Linked DNA regions of Hordeum vulgare: region 1 is linked to region 2. Evidence: chromatin contacts called from public Hi-C data. All regions are on one chromosome and are shown on one strand. The core of a region is the stretch at or near the end of the contact, and the rest is flanking DNA. Distances in the headings are between cores, read along the strand shown.

Evidence for each region. A called contact is a pair of places that touch in the nucleus more often than the background predicts.
Region 1: a Hi-C map of leaf shows a contact between it and region 2, with 2.7 times the contacts expected there. The contact joins the promoter of LOC123428015 here to the promoter of LOC123428818 in region 2. A contact is called at or near these places in 2 of 6 Hi-C or Micro-C datasets (leaf and seedling).

The regions. Positions count from the first base shown.
Region 1 is chr2H:625,710,014-625,716,720 of MorexV3_pseudomolecules_assembly, forward strand. LOC123428015 (protein IQ-DOMAIN 32) reads right to left here and starts at 2,483. Exons shown (of 6, transcript XM_045112164.1): 1 at 2,159-2,483; 2 at 94-672. The coding sequence starts at 2,260.
Region 2 is chr2H:625,559,518-625,566,532 of MorexV3_pseudomolecules_assembly, forward strand. LOC123428818 (zinc finger CCCH domain-containing protein 30-like) reads left to right here and starts at 2,619. Exons shown (of 6, transcript XM_045112953.1): 1 at 2,619-2,760; 2 at 5,289-5,638; 3 at 7,013-7,015. The coding sequence starts at 5,309. It overlaps LOC123428014 (U11/U12 small nuclear ribonucleoprotein 25 kDa protein-like), which reads right to left and starts at 2,502. Exons shown (of 4, transcript XM_045112163.1): 1 at 2,115-2,502; 2 at 1,904-2,009; 3 at 1-73. The coding sequence starts at 2,337.

The DNA of each region.
Region 1 (6,707 bases), core at 1,233-3,732, 150 kb after region 2:
TGCAGTCATGTAAACGCTTAGTACTGTACCAACATTTAACAGGAAAATTCCGTAGTGAACATAATGATAGGTGCCAAAAATATTGTAACATACGTTGTACGTTCTGATGCCAGACTGAATGACAATAGCAGCAGACTCCACATGATCTTCCTCGGGATCTGGAATGCTGCTATCAACAAGTGAGGCAGTTTCATCCTGCTTCACCTCAGTTGCTGAAACAGAGATACTTTCATCTGGCTTTTCATCAAGTTTCTCAACATCCTCTTCAGCTGGCTCTTCAACTGGTTTTTCGGGCATCCTTTCGGCCGGCTCTTTGCTTGGTGTCTCAGTTATCTTTTCATCTGGCTGTTCAATTGACCTTTCAATTATCTGGTCTACTGGCTTTTCAGTTGTCTCCTCTGTCTGCTTTTCATCGGGCTTCTCTTCGTGCACAGACTTCTCATCTAGCTTCTCTTGAAGCACAATCTTCTCATCTGGCTTCTCTAGATGCAGGGGCTTCTCTGAGGAATAAGAGTATGTTGAAGAGTAGACATTGTTGCTTGGAGCAACATCAGCTTTTGCTTTGCTCGAACTTAGAGTTTCAGGCTCGGATATATCAGAATTCTTCAGAACTCGGTGCCTTGTAGACCTCCTTCGAAAGCTCCATCTGCTTTTATCTGAGATGGCCTTGCTCTGGAAAAATCAAGATGTGCATCAGCCATTAGTGTGAAAACATGTACTCGAGATAAGGAAGAGGGAAATAGAATCCTTGTTAAGAACTTTCACATGACAAAAATGAGAGAGCATTATTATAAAATAAGAAGTGACACCAGGGAATTGAGTAACCTTGTGAAGCATCATCTAGTGAAGTAAACTTCAGATACTAGGAGGTAAAAGGGCGCAAAATGGAAGGGCAAATACACATAATCACTTTCTTCTTCAGTCACCATCAGAAATTTGAACGAAGCAACACATTAATTGCTTTCTACTCCCTCCATCTCAAAATTCTTGTCTATGGTTTATTTATAAATGAATGTAGCTAAATACTAAAATGTGACTAGATACATTCATATCTAGACAAATCTAAGACAAGAATTTTGGGACGGAGGGAGTATTATAAACGTATCCTTTTGTTTATTGATGTGTCCGTTTCTTGGTAAACTTCTTAACTATGGTTTGATAGTGGTAACACTACCAGCCATCCCTCAATTCATCCCTATTCTCATCCAAATTAAACTGAAAAATCTGTGTGAAATTTGTAAATAGGGGGAAAAGCTCATTATGCATAATTCAACAACAACCACAGCCCCTCTAGGCTGTCACATGAAAACTCAAAAGTTCAGATCCCATTTCACCACACGGGGTGCAGAATTCCCGGTGATACGCGAATTTTCCGTAACACCACGTGGATTTAATCCAAGATCCTCACCAGCCGACCTGCTCGGCCGGACTTGCGGTCCAGAGGAAAGCCATGTCCGCCTGAATCCATGATTCTCACAGCAGGGGAAAGAAAGTGGCCAAAAGCGTTTATTAGAACAAAAAATGTCAAATCAGGGGGACAAGGGTGCTAGCAAAATCCAAGCCCGGGGATGGGGAGGAGGAGAAGGACGGGCGCGCCAGGCCAAGAGACAACATGCACAGTGCGTGCACTCGCGCGTAGCATGGCATCATGGCGCCAGGCCACCAGATCCCACCCTGCATGGGATCGAGACGACGCCAAACAGCAACCTCCTAAGCTACTAGAGCCACTCGGCGGAAAATGGAAAGAAAAAAAGGTTTAAAAAGGAGGAAATTTGTGAACTCGTGTGTGTGTGTGGCAATTTGACCGTGCGCTCTTGCTGGTGGGAGGGACTTGGAGCAGCTCCGCCACCACCACCCAGCCGGTTTTGAAATCGAAATTTGAACCGGTGGTGCGCGGCGCGGGATCACTGGGGGAATCCCCCCCAAATTGGTGGCCGTTTCGGCCCCCCGCCGCGGACCAGCCCTGGATCTACCCACGCCCGCCTCCGCCCCGCGCGCTGGGCGGAGATCTGCCGAGAACAAGCGCACCAGCTCGAACCCACACCGAGGAAGAAAAAAAAAAGGGAAAAGGAAAAGCAAGCAGCTTGGACGAACAGCGCGCGCACACGCTGGGGCTGGGCGCACGCGGAGGCGCCGCATTCGGCGTAGGGGCACCGACCTCGTCGGCGTGGGCGTCGGTCTCGGGGTCGGAGCCGGCGGTGGCGTCGGATCCGGCGCCGCCGCAGAGGATCTTGAGGCAGCCGTTCTTGGACTTGGTCATGGTCGGATCGGGTGGCTCGCTCGCTCCTCACCTCCCCTCCTCCTCCGGCCGCCGGCGCCGCCTCGGGTGAGCCGCTGCGGCGGTGAAGTCAGTGCGCTGCTCCGCTGGCTGCGCGTGGGAGTGTGCGTTTGTGGACTGGATAGGGGTGCGGGGGGCGGCTCGGGTGTGCAGCAGCAGCTGCTGCTGGGCGTTTCTGTGTTGTTTGCTTCCGGCTGCTTGCACGCTGGGTTGGCCGTTTTTATATTTCCGGGCGTTCCGCCTCGCGGCCCTTTCTCTTTCGCTCTTCTATCTTTTGTATAATTATAATTATAAATATAAATTATAAATCGAGCTACTTTCTTTTGCAGATAAATAAAAGCTCTTTTCTTTTGACATCTTCGTCTATAATCAGTTAGAATTAATGTAACACAGACGATGAATTATACCGTCCGAGACAGTGATGTTAGCCGTCCAGCCAAGATATTCATGATTACTCTCATGCGTATGTTATATTTTTCACTGATGAATTGTCTATACGTTGTAACCAAGGCGTACATATTTTATGTTTTTATTAGTGAGTTAGGCCGGAAGGGAAAGGCTCTGTAGAGAGGTTAGATGAAGAAATGAGCGAAACAGCGTAAAATTGTTTTTTAGTTGAAAGCTTAAAGTTGTTATTTTCCACTCGTACGAGAAAATATGTAAATAATTATTAGCATACACCTAAAACAAGCCTTGGAGCAATTCTATCAGATGTGTCATGACGCTAGGATCGTTATGATAACCATCAGTGTGAAATTAGAGGAGGGTCTATCAGAGTCGTCGTGCTGGTCATGACATGCATAATTTTTAGAAGCTGCTTCAGTCAAGCATGTGAGCTTCTATATTTGAAACATGGGGGGCGTTGATATGGAGCGGTTGTGAAACTTCCATATTTAAAACATGGAGGTGTTGATATGGAGCAGTTGTGAAACTTCCATATTTAAAACATGAAGGTGTTGATATAGAACGGCTTTAAAATGTAACCAGTTGCGTCGGAGGAGAGTTTCAATATGTTTTTTTTTCGTCCCTAACCCAACATATGGCATAGCCGTCCATACTGCTCACACTTTCACCGGAAAGAGCGTCCCTCCTTCCTTCCATGAATACTCTCAACCCGGGTTTGCTCCCACCCTCCACCACTGAACGGCTATAAAAGGTTGACGCCCTCCTCTCTCGGCTTATCCATTCCCTTTCTTGCGCCTCCCATCTCCCACTTTCACTCATTGGCGAGGCACAAGCACGCCCCACCCCATCCCCCATCCCCCAACAATGAAGGAGGAGGAACGGGATGGCATGCTACCCTTTCAGTTCGACTTCAGCTACGCCTTGGTCGTTAGACGGAGGTTGGGCGCATTATGCGTCCATGTGTCCGTCTTTGACAACGATCGGTCGGCATGGGACGAAGTTGTTGAGGCCCGTTTCTGGCCATCGCGGCCTCCAACAATGTTGCTAGCGTGTGGCTAGCTTCGGATGTGGCCGTCGAGGTATGTTCCCATGAGATTGTGGCAACCAACACCATATTCCATGACGGGTCCTCTAGCACTGATACGTCCCGCAAACGCCTTCGTCGCAACCAATTTAATATTTATTAGTTTAATTTATTATGTGTTCCTTGAATGTAAAGTCATGGTGCAATAAATTTTTCACCCTTACTATAAGAAAATTTTAGTTTTGTAAGTGCAATTTGTGTTTTTTATGAAAGAATCACTGTATCTAGTGGCAGAGAACGGAGGGGCTGGGCCCACGCAATACCATTGATCTGTAACCATTTTTTATGAGAATGATAAATCCCAAACGTAAAGAAAAAGGAAAAAAAAAACTACTGGGCGCCCTCCATTTGCTATGGACAAACCGATTCCACAACCATCATTTTTTGGAGGCTCGGTTTATGCAAAATTTAGGTTTGCGTTTTGTCCATGGAGCCTCTATAAATTAGTGACCGTCTCTGTAACGCATCTCGCGATTCAAAAGGTGGTTATTGCGGTTTCTAGAGAGTGTCGTTAGATCTCAGGCAACTAAGGCTTAACTTATTTCTCAGTTAAGCGACGTAACATATATAAAAAATATTACCGATCCTTACATAAGATTTTACGAATATATCATCGACTGAGACTTGACTTTGATTTGAACAATCGTGATTTTCAAACTCTATGCCGCCGGTTTGGTCTTGTTCCGTGCGGCTGTCGTGCGAGCAGGTACATGTGCCTGCACGGGTGGAGTTGGGTACTAATTTTAGCCGTGCCATCTCTTGTGCCGAGAAATTTGGCCATCGTCATCGACTCATCATGTCGCTGCGCTTGCCCCCTCGGACGCTGGTGGTTGGGACCGGGAGCTGTCTGTCCCGATCGACCTTATGCACGTACGTACGTACGTACGTGTTCTACTCCTTCCGGCTGGCCAGTGCTCGGTGTTCCCTCGATCCGTTGCCATGGGAGAAAGGCCTCCACGAGCGATACACGCTGTTGCCACGCACCACCCGACCTGAGAAGCCCTGCTTACGGCAAGCACTCATTTTTTACTCGCATCACGTCGCGGATTCACAGTGCACATCTCCTCCGTTTGTTGTGTGATCTCCTACGCGTCGCAGATTCATCTGCCGGTCGTCTGAGATAAGGTGGCGGCATGAAAAACGACGACGACGGTGGTGTGGGAGCTGGGGTGAAATGGATGCGAGATGCAACGGTTCGGGTGCTGAACGAGGAGCACGAGGAGGCGGGGACCCGGGGCGAGCACGAGAAAGTGCTTGGTCCGGTGACTACTACTGTAGTATGTTGCTACTGCTGCGTGGGTGGTCGATGGGCCATTGATGCGCCGTTCACGTGAGTCGCCGCTGGACCGGGGCAGGAAAAAGGTGGAGAAAGGAGAAAGATGGGCACCGGCCGGCCCTCACTGCGGTTCTGTTCACTGACCCTCTCGCACGAGCTGCCTGCCACGCCTCCACTGCCCGACTGACCCGGTCTCGTTCCATTCCGCGACCGCCAGCGTACACTCTCTCTCTCTCTCTCTCTTGCTGGGCTGGTCGTTGGATTATTTTATTCTCAAGACTGGTGAGCTCTGACTCTGACCGGGGACGTGACGATGAAATTTCGGAAAGGTAACTCCTTTCTCTACGGGTCACAGCCGTCGGTTTTTCCTTTTCGGTATTTTCGAGTTCTTTATCACTTCCCTCCGTATCATGATATACGATATATGACGTTTTAGCAGCTTAATTAAACTGCTAAAATGTTATATATTATGGTATAGAAAGAGTACGTTATAAACACCGTCGTGGACGAGTATGTTTGGCAGCATTCTCAATTCTCTTTTGACTCAAAGAAATTACATGAAATTTTTAAAGAATGTGAATCTTTAGGATTTTTTTTCGTAATGGTTGTTTGATTCGTAGGATTAAAATCCTTAGGAATTTTTGTTAAGATCCATTGTACTATAATTTGGAGGAAACTTTCCATCCGTTCAAAAATCTCTTCATAGCATATTTAGTTTTTCCTGCGCTATGCCGCTATCGACCATTCTTACAAATCCTGCAGGGAACTATAGGACATGTCATTCTATTCCTGTATTTTCCCCATTTCTATGTTTTGAATTTTTGTGAAACAAAGAAGCTCTCAACCTAGCATGGTGGTTCTTCTATGATACATGATGAATACATTCATTTGTTGTTGTTTGGTAGCGGTGTATGTGGTACGACAAGTCGAGTTGACACTTTGTTCGACAACCTGCATTTGTTTAGATATGTTGAACAATTTTGAATTCATTTTTTTCCAATGATGATTATTTTTTTAACATAAATATATTTTCAAATTTCAATCATTTTTTGAAAATTTACACAAAATTTTAATTTTTTTTAAAATACACAAAATTTGAAAAACTGAGCATTTTTTTTGAAAATTTAAATAAAATTTGAAATTCTAAACATTTTCAAAAATTTAGACAAGTTTTGAAATTCTAATCATTTTTTAAATTGGAACAAAAAATTGAACATTTTTAAAATTTTAAAATATGAACATTTTTGAAATAATACACATTTTTTGAAAAACTAAAGAAACTTTGAGAATTTAAACACTTTTAAAAATTTTAAACAATTTTTGAACTTCTGAACATTTTTTGAAACACTTATTCACTCGTGCATGCTCACCAGCAACGTTTGTTGGGGTGTTCACTCTTCATGCATGCTATGAGAGTATTTGAGGTGAGCTCGCGCATGCTCATGAGGTCTCATGCACGCTACCAAACATCCAAAAGTGGGTTGAGAAGAAAACTCTTGCCCTCATGCATCCGTGAGGCACCCTACCAAACACACCCGATGAAAACGTTATCTGTCTATCATTGAAAACAATCCGTATTAGTAATAACAAATGACATGGAAGTAAAACATGATGTTTGATCTGTAGTGGGTCTAAGAGTTTTTGTTCCAATACAACTCATGAGA
Region 2 (7,015 bases), core at 1,369-3,868:
AGAAAGTGCAGAATTGTCATCTATCAACTTCTCACTTTGATGTGTCAGGCAGTAGTTCTCCCAAATATGCTTCCTGGGACAAACATAAATACTTAAAGCGAGTTTAGAAATTCTCGGTATCCTTAACAAATGGAAATATTGAAAAAGAAATGGTTGATAGATGCCACAAAAAAGTATGTTGGTTTTTAATAGAAAAATGGATGAAAACATGGATATTTCCGGCTAAAATAATGGAGCTAAATGATCAAATACAGCAAGAAAGCATTCCACAGGTACTTTACATATGCAACTAGTGCCGAGAACCACATAAATCATTATGCCTTTGAACTCCATAATTCAGGAAGAGATGGATACCAAGAAGGCACTTTCAGGAACTTCAATACAAACCTGACAGCTATTACCTCCGTCCCAAATTACTCGTCTTAGATTTGTCTAGATACGAATGTATATAACACTAAAATGTGTCCAGAAAAATCTCAGACAAGTAATTCCGGACGGAGGGAGTATTATATAATTGAAGCTATATTATCAAGCCTAGCTAAGAACAGTAAAGTAGGATCTCTAACTAGTTTTACATCTGTACATCTGAACCTGTATATGGGCTTTACTTAATAGTTGGCAGATGCCCAACCATATTAATTATGGAGTTGTAAATTGTTTTCAACATCTAGTAATGTTCATTCTGTACAGAAATAAAATAGTCGAGGCTTCCCAATTCTATAGTTTATCATAAAGCACTTGCGATCTTCATACTACATAGTAGCTTTTGTCTGACAAGTAGGCACAACACTTTCTGACAGTGGTAACAAATACTGACGCCAAGACCTCTTTGCGGCGAGTACTACTGTGATATCAGACAGCAAATGTTGTACTGTCCTAGACAAACTACAACCACATGGCTGAATCTTCATGGAGTTAAGGAATGGGGTTCATATTTTAGAGTTTACAATGCCATTAAACATCTTAGAGAGCAATTTCTTTATATGCTGAGCTCAAACTACTTTTAAGAAGACAATCTTTGAACATTATATCCTCCATAGTTTGAACTGAAATAGATTAGTTATGATAGGGACCTTAATTCAAATGGGTTTGACTAACCTTGTGTACACACATGCTAGTCAATACCAAACAGGTCAAGTTCAGTGCAAATATCAAGCTAAAAAACAAAATAAGCTTCAGCTTGGATTCTCAGCGTCTCGAGCTATTTCAGAATCCAAGTGAATACTGTAGATCTTGTGACCTTCATCTTATTCAGATCATGATGCCTATCTAAACTAGTACCTTTTGGTAGATCTTCAGTGACTGAGTGCCCACTGTAGGAGACATTAAATATCAAAGAGTGTTATCATCATATTCGACTGAAGAAGAATGTAATCTCCTAGACAGGCTTATAACAACATAGCAGAAGCTTCGAATTAAGAAAATAGGGTCTCAAATTAGAATTTAGAAGGTTCTTGATTTTTTGGAGGTAAATAAACAGTGTAGAAATAGCAGGCTTGCACATTCTGAAATAATCGTAAGGCAAATTCGCTGAGCAGTTTGAGCTAAAACTACTTCTAGAAGTCAAGTTTGGGAAGATATATTTTCCAGTTTCAACCGAAACACACTAATACAGAGATCCCAATTCGAACATTATATTTTCCTTCAAGTTTCAACAGAAAGACACTAATACAGAAAGCCTGATTGAAGTTGGTTTGACTAGCCTTATGTAACACATTCAGCTATTAGAGACCAAACAGGTCAAGCTCAGTGCAAATTCAGAATATATTGAAGAACGTCAAGTAACTAGATCAACCTGTGTTAGCATGAATCAAGTTGATGCCATGACTGTCAGAAGCCATCATCCACGGAAGAAATCAATTCGAGGCATTCCATTGATTTAGGAAAAGATCCTATTCCTTACCATGAGATGTGACGATGGCCCATCTGGCCCTGCTCTATCTCAGTTATTTTCTTCCTGACAGCCAGCTTCAAATCCTTGAGCGTAGCAGTGTTCAACACCGCGACATCTTCATCACCACAATGAAAAATATGCAGAACACGAATTGAGATGGGGATAAGCGCATGGTGAAAGATTTAGACAGAAATGTGGGGGTTGGAAGAGGGCCATATACCGAACGAGGTGTTGTCCAGCTTGACGACGGTCACCCTCATGGCGCTGCCGAGCTCGAGGTTGATGAGCGTGTCCACGTCCGCCAGCGAGGGCTTCCTCGGGACGTCGGCGAGTATGGGGTCGTCGAGGAGCGCCGCGAGCATGGACTGCAGCCTCGCCTGCTTGGCCTCGCTGCTCTGGTAAGCGGCCACCTCCTCGGGCTTCGAGGGTCCTGCCGAATCCATCGCCTCTCCCCGTAGAGCGCGAGCGAGATTGGCTCGGGAGGCGGTGCAGACCTCTGCGGCAGCGGGTGCTCAACGGCGGCGGCGGCGGGGGCGACGGTGGCGCTGGAGAAGGGGTCAGGAGGGGGGGTCGAAGGTGTTGAGAGGCCGACAAGTGGGACCCAGCCCCAGTCGAGCAGAATATGGTGAACCGCATCGGCCTCTGGTAGCCGTCCGATCGGGCAGCCGGGCGATTTGGACGGCGATCCCCATCGCAGCACACCTCTTCGTCTTTTATCTGCAAGCTTCTAGCCGCATCGGCCGCCGCCGCCGCCAGAATACATTCCGCCCGCCTCGTCGACGTCGTCTCGGGGTCTCGGCGCGTCGCCCGCGGGAAGCCAAGGAGCCAGGAGCAAGCGCCGCCGCGGCGAGCTCGTCATTCGGAAGGTGCGTGCAGACCGGACCCTAGAGCTTCTCTTGTGATGTACGGTCCCGTTCCGCCACTCGAAGCGTATGTATCCCCTAGGTTTTCTGCTCCGCAACGGCGATTTCTCCTCGGACGCTTGTCCATGTTCCTCGCGCTGCCCCGTAGTTCAGCCGCCGCAGCTTGGGGGTGGGGCGTGTCCTTCTGCACCAATCGTAGCCCTCTAAGCACCGGCGAGTAGGGTTCCTGTTCTTCTAGATTCACTAAGCTTCGAATGGTTTGGATGACCGCAGCTTGAAACACGGCCACAAGCAATTAGTGGTGTGATCTGTAACTTCGGTTTCGCTAGCCAGATATGTAGGGGCCTATAATTGGTACTCCATCATCTAGTACACTAATACAATTATCAATTATGTTATGTTGGCTAGTGATCTTGGAGGATGGAACTGAAACATATGCTAATTTGGTTTGTATACTCACATTTTACTGTCTCGAGTGACCTTGAAGGCTGGAGCTCATGCTATAAGATTTATTTTGTGGGAACTGAAGTAGCAATCAGCGAAGTAATTAATAATATACGCTGGTAACTCCTATATGTATGCTGTATTTATGCTATAGGTAGTGTACCTAAAACAATTGTACTCCCTCCGTCCGGAAATACTTGTCCTAGAAATGTATAAAATGGATGTATCTATAACTAAAATAAGTCTAGATACATCTACTTTTAAGACAAGTATTTCCGGACGGAGGGAGTATGTTGTTAATTTTCATATCGTCAACGGGAAGTAATGCCATGCTCATGATATGTAAAATTTGTTGTACTGGAATTATGCTGTTAAAGCCATAGGATGGTGTGCCTATCAAATTGATAACATTGTCACTTTGAATTCGTGTTCTTTACTTCTTTAGTCTTTACAACATTCGGTTGTCTTTGAAAGCTTTCAAATCTGCATTCAGTTTTAATTATATTGGATATAGTTGTGGCAGGGGCACTGTTCATTCTGTTTTCATATGGGTATAGTTGTGGTTGGGGCACCCTATTAGTTGTGTTTTGTGATAGTATAGTTTTCACCCCTTACTTAAAGACTCCAACCAGAAACTTCGCATAACTAGGTAACTGATTTGGTTGGAAATGTTTTGGATCAGCTTCCAACATCAAATTTTGTATATCTAAGATTTATAACCTCTGATCGGTGTATTGTGGGGTGGTATTCCGGGTTTAGAGTTCTCCTGCTGTCATACATTTCTAGCTTCCAACATCAAGTTGGTGAAAATGTGTGCTATGATGTGACTTCAGTGGCTTCCGTGGAATGCAGGCAACATATGCCTACATGTCTGTGTGCCTTTATGATGGAATAGTTTTTATGTTTGATGGGGCTCTAATGACATTAAATGACTATATTGAAAAGGGTGGCTGGAATTTGCAACCATGCCCACTGTATCTTTGTCTGTTGTCCAATGGAAATTTGTCTGGAGGGACCCCGATGACAGTAAATGAATACATGATGGGGTCAAATTTGAAATTATACTGTGGTTTTGTCAATGTTGATTACAAATTATAGTGGTATACTTCCCATTCTTTAAGGGCAATCTGTTTGTGTGAATTATTTCACCTTGATAATGTAGAGCTTGATGAATTCCTAGTTCTAAAATAATTTCAATCTTAGGAATGTTTTCTTGTTTATTTCTGTGCCGGGAGGGGGGGTGGGGGTGTATTGTGGGGTGGTATTCAGGGTTTTTAGTTCACCTGCTGTCATACATTTCTAGCTCCACCGCAGTTGCTGAAAATGTCTGCTATGATGTGGCTTCTGTAGAAAGCAAGAAACATATGCCTAAATGTCTGTGTGCTTTTATGATGGAATGTTTTTTTAAATTTTTTTGATGGCACTCTAATGGCATTAAAAGAATATATTGGAAAAACTGGGTGGAATTTGCACCATACCACTGTATATGTGTTAATTGTCCTATGGAAATGTGTTTGAAGGGACGCTGATGACAGCAAATGAAGAAATTGGAACGATGGGGTTGAATTTTAACTCGTACTGTATTTTTGTCAATGTTGGTTATATGAATTCTAGTGGTATACTTCCTTTTCCTGAAGGGCAATCTGTTCTTGTGTCGTTTATTTCACCTTGATGATGTAGAACATTAGAGCATGATGAATTACTAGTTGTAAAAATAATTTCATCGTTAGGATTTAGGAATAGTATCTTGTTTGTTTCTATGCCGGGAGGTGGAGTGGGGGACAGCTAAGTTGCCACTGGTTGCAAGTTCAACAAATAAAGTGCATTAGCAATTTGCTTCTCCTTGCGATGCTACATCCAAATTTCCTGTAAATTAACAATTTGCTTTTTGTTGCGATGCTTCACCACTTTATTTCTGTTGCGAGTGCAACCATTAGCAGTTTGCTTATTGAGATGCCACATGCAGTGCTGCAGTCAACTGAATTGGCACTTTCGTTTTTCTTAGGGACGCCTCACCATTTTATTTCTTTTGCTGACATCCTAAGATGACTATATTCTGACAAGTAACGCGCTCCTGGTTTTCACAGGTTAGCAGCATCCGACAGCCATGGCGAAGCATCACCCCGATCTCATCATGTGCCGGAAGCAGCCCGGCATTGCCATCGGCCGCCTGTGTGAGAAGTGCGACGGCAAGTGCGTCATCTGCGACTCGTACGTGCGCCCCTGCACCCTTGTCCGTGTCTGCGACGAGTGCAACTACGGCTCTTTCCAGGGGAGGTGTGTCATCTGCGGAGGGGTGGGCATCTCGGATGCCTACTACTGCAAGGAGTGCACGCAGCAGGAGAAGGACCGGGACGGGTGCCCCAAGATCGTGAACCTGGGGAGCGCCAAGACGGACCTCTTCTACGAGCGCAAGAAGTATGGTTTCAAGAAGAGGTAGGCATTATTTTGTGCTGCTGTGGCATGCTGGCACTTGAGTTGATGATACCAAGAGCAGGTTTGCCGAATGTATTGCTATGGTTTGGTACCTGATTGATGGGAGAATACATCCGTGGTGATGATCTGATCTGTAATAACTGTATCTGATGTATGGTCTTAAGCGAGCCTAGCTGGACCCTCAACTGCTTGTGCAGTGACATGCGCCGTGACTGTTGCTGACTTGGAATGTGGATTGAGATGACTGGCTTTGTGCGCCGTGTCATTGTCTTGGCCGTTGCAAGTTGCAGCGACGTGACATGGTTGTTATCTGGAGACGAAGCAAGCTGGCAGCTGATGGCGCCTAGTGCGCTTTCCGTAGAACCAGCTGGAAGTACTCTGACCAGTGCCCGTCTACCTGGCTGAGCCTGTGGACGGCAGCGCTCAGGCATTTCCAGTATCTCGTATCGCAGCTTTCAGATCCCACAGGATTATGGTTTCTTCAGGTAGAGGTTACATGTTGTGGCCACGTAGGGTTACCTCTGTTAACAGCAAAGCGTTCGAAAGCCGAATGAAAGCCCCGGTCTGGGAAGCGAATCAAAGTACTCTAGTCAGGGTATGGCCAATGCCTAGTATGCCAAGGAAAAGTATGTTGGAACGAGGAAGTGAGATTCTTTGTAGAAGGCGAGTGCTTAAAAAAAATGATCCAATGTAAGAAGTAAAAAAGCGAGTGTAACGTAGAGATGCATGTGTATTAAAGTTTTTTGTCTATTCTTTAATAATACCTTGCATTGAAAAGAAAAATCAACGTAGATACTTCAAACTAATTTTTATCATGAAACATCATATTTAGTAGGGGGACACTGAAAATACAGAGTAGCATGATGATGGCAGTTGGCAGGAATCCGAAGTGCGCACTTTTATCATCATCATGAACAAGTCCCTGTCTCTGTCAAGGAGGAGTTCCTGTCCAGTACGCCTCCTTAATAACCTTAAAACACTAACCTCCGACTAATCTGCTTCTGTCAACTATAGTACCGGAGTAGGAGTAGGAGTAGGACTGGTATGGTACGTCTCACGGACTTTGCTCGATCTGCTAACCAACGACCGGTAAAATTACGTGCCGTCTCGCATGACCTACCGGTTAACGACGACGTGATTACGTATTTGCCCTCGGGACAAAACGATGGAGGGTAGATAAGTAGGGGGCAACCTGGTAAATTCACACCGAGCTGTCCTGGATTTGGGGTTAGGTTAGCCGCATCGATCTCGGCTCGGCTGCTGGGTGGGGTGGGAGGCTGCGAACTGAAGGAGGAAAACAAGGAGAAAAGAAAGGAACGCAAATCGACGCGACGACAAATAAGAAAAGGGGGAGGGGGCGTCCAGGGCTGGGTAGAGC